Linked DNA regions of Mus musculus: region 1 is linked to region 2. A link is a contact called in public Hi-C data. All regions are on one chromosome and are shown on one strand. Each heading gives the region's core, a stretch centred on a gene start, on an enhancer-like site or on the middle of the called end of the contact. The rest is flanking DNA. Distances are from core to core; before and after follow the strand shown.

Region 1 (3,373 bases), core at 482-2,981, 610 kb before region 2:
TCATCTACTCTCTCCAGTTACCATATGAAACAAGAGGCATTTGCAACCTACCACACAGGCAGTTCAGACTATTTCCTTTGCCCTGATACCTGTGGCGTATCAAATCCCAAGATATAACGAATCCTTCAAGCAAGCTTCACTGAGTGTACGGGTACTACACTACGCTGGGGTTCATTGCTGTTCATAGCTCTTCATATGATGGAGCAGACAAGCAGAATAAAACATGATCAAGCCCCAAGCAGTGTTCAGTGTGCTGGGAAAGATGCTCCTGAAGCCACATTTGACGACAGAGGAGAAAAGACCAAGTGGAACAGAGACTAACAGCCTTCCCATGGCCACCTAGCTTTGCATGGCACTAGAAGATGCCGTGGAAGACTCCTCATGGGGAGTTACAGCTGAGCCCCTTGATCCTATCCTTTAACTGAGTCATACACATGGTGGGTTTAAACTTGATTGCAAAAAGGTTGCAGACACAGAAATCCAATTTCTCACCACATCTGCCAAAGGCTGGATAAGTATTAGAAAGAAAAGCTCTACAATAACAGCACACAGTGCAGCCTCAACTCTGCTGGCGATCCCAGCTTTTAGGAGGCTGAAGATCACTGCAGCTAGCATGAGCTTCATTACAAACCTTGTCTCAAAAATAAGTATTAAGGGCAATTTATTTTTCCAGCATTTTTAGAATAGAAGTGGTCATTGAGAATACAAGAGATGTTAATCAGACTTGTAGTTCTGTCATCCCTACCCCAGGAAAGTCAGGGCTGGTACTGTTAATAGGTAATACTGTTAATAATAACTGGTGAAGTTAATAGGCTTCGTGTGAAATATCACTTGTTCAGAGTATCAAATGAAGGCTTCTATATTTTGGTCACCCACCCAAGAAGGGCTTGTGGCATTGTTGTGTGCTGTTTAAAATATTCTGCTTCTGGGGGCCAAAGAGATGGCTCAGTGGTTAAGAGAACTGGCTGCTAATCCCCAGCACCCATATAGCAACTCACAACCATAACTCCAGTACCAAGGGATCTGGCACTTCACACAAACATACATGCAGGCAAAACACCAATGTGCATAAAATAAAAATAAATACAAATCTTTAAAACAACGTTCTGCCCATTTCTCCTTAAAATATCTTGTTTGTTTATGAAAGGTACTTTTACGAAAGGTGACTATAATTTGAGTTGGAAGAAAGGGAACAGCACCCCTTGAATGTGAAAGATCATTTTCAGACCTAGAATCTAGATTCAAAAAGGAAAAAGAAAAGAAAAATTGCAACCCGAACTACATTTTCTTATATAGACTGTCTACTTTATGTTGTGATTTTCCCAAAGGAAGAAAGAATATGATTGCCTCTGAGATCCCATTTACAATTCCATCCCATCCTTATACTTCCTGTTGAAATTAAATCATTAACTGAAGCAGGAAGAGGGCAAAGCTCCCTGCCAACAATGCCTCTTTGTCAGAGCCCAGCTCCCGGTCTGGGTGGCTGACAGCACAGCTACATTCATTAGGCTCCCAGCTTCTCTGCAAAAGAAATACAAGAAAGGACCTCTGACTCTTGTTTATGATGGCTCTGTGTATCCTACAGTTACATGAATGGTTGAAAAGACCTTGCGTGCCCCCCCCGCCCCCCACTGATCACATAGTAGATATCTCATCACTGCATACATTGGACCCAAAGGGGAATCCAAATTCTACTGCAAATGCAGGAAGCCAAGGATATCACTTGCTACAGCCTGTTGGCCTGTGGGAACTGCAGCTGTCTGTGCCTCATTTTAATGAAGGTAGACAAAGGGGACTCTCCATCTCCCACATTCTTCTTGAAAAGCCCAGAAGGAAAAGAGATGAGAGTAAAACATTCCTCCCTTGTCTTCTCAAGAAGAGTAAGACTGTCTTTTTCAGAGTGTTATCTGGTTAGCAGTACAGTGACTTACGGTCCATGACAGGCAAACACAGAACACCGTGTACACAACTAAGATGCCCATTCTACAAAATAGTCAGCAGGGTTCTTATGAACAAAAGTGAAAACCAGGAGAAACCTGGGAGTGGGAAGTGGCCTTGGGGTTGTTCTAGCAACTTACAGATACCAGAAAACTAGGAAGGGGCTAATAGGAAGTAGGACATCTAAGATGTTGGGGGAAGGGATTTAGTTAGTAGGACATACATGATATGAAAGTGGTGAGACAAACAGGATAGGAAGTTTAAGTACTGATGGTGTGGAGGATTGGGAAAATAAGGGCATGAGGGAGAGTAGTCAAAGTGACTAGTGAAACAGGCATATTGAAACCAATAAGCAAATTAAAATAAATAAGAGAAGGGAGATCTCCTTCTTAGTGAGAGAATGCTCCTCCTAGAACCATGATTATTAACAGGAACCCCAGTATCACATGTAGATCTCTATCCCCATTAACACAGGGGCAGTGAAACCCTGCCACCAGACAGAAAAACAGGTAAGATAGAAACAGAGTCAACACCCACCACCTCCAGTAAATCTCACAATTGAAATGGTAGGCATTAGAATCAGTTCCCTGACAATCAGTCATGTAGAATAAAAACCTAGAGTTCTCCATGCTAATAAGGTATCTAGATAGGCTCGGAGTATCTAGTCAATGAACTTCCTTTCCTGGGCATTCCATCCTGCAGGAGGTATTTAATCTCTGGTTCACCCTGGGGGTGATCCTTTGTTGTAAAGAATGCTGCCTAGATCCCAGAGAAGGCCGGCCTTCCTTTCTTCCAGTCCCTCCATACCTTGGCACTCATTGGGAAATTAGTCAAATTCCTTCAACCTGGGCTCAGCGTGGGTAGCGGACCTGTTCCCAACTTCTCAAAGTTCACAGCAGCATCTGGGTACACAGGAGTTTAAGAAGCATAGGATCTGTCCCAGATCTCTTGCCCAGAAGAACAGACTGAGACCTCTGTCTTAGACTGCATTCTGCCTTCCCTGAGCGGCATATCTGCCAGCATCAAGGCACAAATGGACAATGTATCATGACTGCAAAATACAGGGAAACAAAGGCAGAACAAAGCAGAAAGCATCTTCCCTGCTGACTAGCTTTCATAATGCTAAAGAGTGCTCTACAGGCTACTAGGAGAGAATGGCACCAACTGTGAACCTTATGAACCAACAACCAGGCAAGATGTACTCACTACTGAAATAATGGCAAAACCATTACAGGGGCAACCATTGTTCTTTGATTGGATTCAGGACTTGTTCCGCAAGAGAAAATTCATGACTTATAGTATGAGCCTAATCAAAACCCTATAACTAGGGAAAACATAGGCCATAAGAGGCCTTAAGAGGCAACCTACTACTGCTGTTTAGTTAAACTGACACAATTGTCAAACTGTTGTCTAAACATGTTTATACCCATAGACA
Region 2 (3,271 bases), core at 424-2,923:
CACCTTATGAATTTTAGATAGAGTTAAATGGGGATTTTGTTTGAGATTGCACTAAATCCTTAAACTAATTCACATCTCAATAAAATCATTTTCTAATGGGTGATTTTATAAATTTATGTACTTACTAGGATGATAATTTGCTGAAATGTTTTCAGGTATTTTACACAGCTTTCTTCACTGATTTCATTTTTAAAAATAGCTTTTGAGTTCCTCTTCTTGAGTGCCCTCTGCCTTCACAGTGTAAGCCCTGCTCTTGTAATAATTTCAGTACTTGGCACTTAGGCCTCAGTCCCAGTAGTCAAATGCTTTTCCTTCAGTCCACTTTGTTTTTTCACTTTTTTGATTTGACTCATTTTTTTCTCTTTTCATTCAAATACTCTGCCTTGACTGCTTTGAATAAATTAGCAAATCTTCTCCTGGATGCTACTTAGAAAAAAAATCATTTAGAGTTATTCATTACATCTTGAACTTAACCATTTTTAAATTAACATATGTTCTCTGTACATAGTATTGGGTTTTGCAGACAATTGTTTTAAGTATATCATTGACTGTGACCATGTTCACCCTCATCCACACTCTTCTTTCAGTTTCTCTGTCTTCTTTTCCTTCTTGCTTCTCTCCTTTAATTTCTCCCCTGGTTTTATTTTACACACAACACACACACACAGACACTTATTTCTACATATGCTGTATACATATTTTTACTATCTATAAGGACTTCTAGCAATCAGAAATGAGAGAAAATGTGATGTTTGTATTTCTGAATATAGCTTATTTCATTTAACATAATGATCTCCATCCAGTTGTATTCATTTTTCAGTAAGTGATTCAATTTCATTCTTGATGAATGAAGAAAATTCTCTGATATATTTGTATATCTGATATAATGTATATTTTACATGTAAAATTTTATGACATATATTATTGTTTATTATTATTATTATTATTATTATTATATTCTTTTTCATTCACGTGATTTAAGGATAACAGCCAAATTTCCAGGGGGGATGAGATAGGGGGTTTGCAGAGGGGAAACCAGGAAAGGAGATAACATTTGAAATGTAAATAAAGAAAATACTCAATTAAAAAAAACAAATTTCAATTTTTCTACTGTGAGTAGTACTGCAATAAATATGGATGTGCAATTATCTTTCTTAATGTTGACTTAAAGTCCTTTGAGTATGTACCTAGAAGTAGTATATTTGGTTTTTCTACTTTTAGGTTTTGCTATGAGAAATTTGCATACTGATTTCTGTAGTAGCTACATCAGTATACATTACTGTCAGCTCTCCATAAGGTCCCCAAACAGTAATGGAACATTGGTATTGTTGGGGTTTTTCTTACTTTAAAAGCTTTTTAATTAGGTCGAGAATAACTACACTTCCACACAAATATTAATTTTGTGAGAAATATATGTCAAAACAAGTTATGTAATAAATTCATTGAGTCTAATAATAAGTTTAATTTTAAGTGATTGCCTCCTTTTAGACTATTACAGTAAATCCTCTGAGATTTTGGAATGCCAGTAGGTAAAGGTGGATGAACAACTAGTTATGTATTTCCCCTGTCAGGCATCAGACAGCTCATCAAAACCGCTCGGCTACAATCCATGCAAGTTGTTTCTGATGCTGGCTTGGCACAGACTTATACCAGGGCCTGTGTTTCTTGTTAGCATTCCTGGGATGCTGAGTTTGTTAATATTCCACTCACATAGAGAAGCCTGTCTTTTCAAAGGCTTTTCAGCACAACACATCAACACTTTTTTTTTTTCCTTACTTCAAATTATTTCTATTTTCTGCTGAACCTTGCTGGGGAAATTGACATTTTGTGCTATCCAGCCAGTGACTCATTCACACATTTTGTTTTGTCCACAGTGGTTCAGTGCCTCTTGCCATCCTATTAACTAGCATAGTTATTATTCTGGCTTTCATTCACATTGGACGATTAATGCCTGTTCCCCTGCATCTGCAGTCAAGCTAAAGCATTTGCCAAATCTCTTTAATAACCAAATTGCTGATCATAAAGAAGGAACACAAATATTAAGACAATATTTGTCTCACAGCAGCAAAGGATTTTAATGTTATGTTGCTACTAGGCAGAGACGACTCAGGGAGCCAGTTGGAAGTTGAAAGGAGATCTGCTGTTTTATGGAGCTTTTGAAAAAGTATCTCTGAAAACCATAGATTCGATGGTTTTGCATTTTGTATATTAGTTTCAGCTTCTCATTTGTAATGTCTTGTTCTGATGTTTTATATACTGCAACTGCATAATAATTAAATAAAACTTTTAGGTCTTGAAATCCTTGTTGAAAATAATACTTCTAAATGATGCTATCATTTTGAATGACAGAATAAAATATCTATATTTTGATGTTATAACTATATTAAAAGCACATACATTTTGCTTACACATTCATAGTCAATGTATATTTTCCAAAATTCTTTTATTATGAAAATAGCTTTATCTCAATCTTTAGCAGTACCATTGGTTTTTAAATAAATTCGAACGTTTCAAATCAAGGCAGTCATTATATTTTTTTGGATTGTTCTAAAGTAGGAAGAGTATACTTTCCTGTCTCACATTCTCATCCTTGCCTGTGTTTCTTTTCTTTCTCAACACTAGGAAGGCTTTATTACATATCAACTGATAGTAGCTTATACTGTCAACCAATTTTGTTGTTGTTCTTTTTGTTTAGTTTTTGTTTTTGTTTTGGCTTTGGTTTGTTTGTTTGTTTTTTGCTTTATCACCCCTTCTTTTTTCTTTTTTTTTTAAGTTAGATATTTTCTTTATTTACATTTCAAATGTTATTCCCTTTCCTGGTCTCCTCCTCCAAAAACCCCCTATCCCATTCCCTCTCCCCCTGCTCCCCAACCCACCCACTCCTGCTTCCCGGTCCTGGCATTCCCCTACACTTAGACATCAAGACTTCAAAGGACCAAGGACCTCCCATTGATGTCCAACAAGGCCATCCTCTGCTACATATGTGGCTGGAGCCATGGGTCGCTCCATGTGTACTCTTTGGTTGGTGATTTAGTCCCTAGGCGTTCTAGGGGTACTGGTTGGTTCATATTGTTGTTCCTTCTATGGGGCTGCAAGCTCCTTAAGCTCCTTCAGTCCTTTCTCTAGCTCCTCCATTGGGAACCTTGTGCTCAGTTCAGTGGTTGGCTGAAAACATCCACCTCTGTATTTGTCAGGCACTATCAGAGCCTCTCAGGAGACAGCTATACCAGGCTCCTGTTAGTAAGCACTTTTTGGCATCCACAATAGTTTC

Evidence for each region. A called contact is a pair of places that touch in the nucleus more often than the background predicts.
Region 1: a Hi-C map of neural progenitor cells shows a contact between it and region 2, with 1.8 times the contacts expected there. The contact joins two enhancer-like sites. A contact is called at or near these places in 2 of 484 Hi-C or Micro-C datasets (the HL-1 cell line and neural progenitor cells) and 1 of 115 datasets of contacts at active chromatin or transcription factors (astrocytes).

What each region holds. Positions count from the first base shown.
Region 1 is chr3:62,452,464-62,455,836 of GRCm38.p6, reverse strand. The region is part of intron 11 of Arhgef26 (Rho guanine nucleotide exchange factor (GEF) 26); the gene reads right to left. Among named protein-coding and RNA genes, the nearest start is that of Dhx36, 53 kb to the left of the region's middle. Within about 2 kb of position 1,731, at least 45 of the 459 cell types and tissues checked have an H3K27ac peak or open chromatin away from gene starts, as enhancers often do. A contact at or near this core is called in neural progenitor cells, where this site is marked.
Region 2 is chr3:61,845,388-61,848,658 of GRCm38.p6, reverse strand. No RefSeq gene overlaps it. Among named protein-coding and RNA genes, the nearest start is that of Gm40061, 450 kb to the right of the region's middle. Within about 2 kb of position 1,673, at least 24 of the 459 cell types and tissues checked have an H3K27ac peak or open chromatin away from gene starts, as enhancers often do. A contact at or near this core is called in neural progenitor cells, where this site is marked.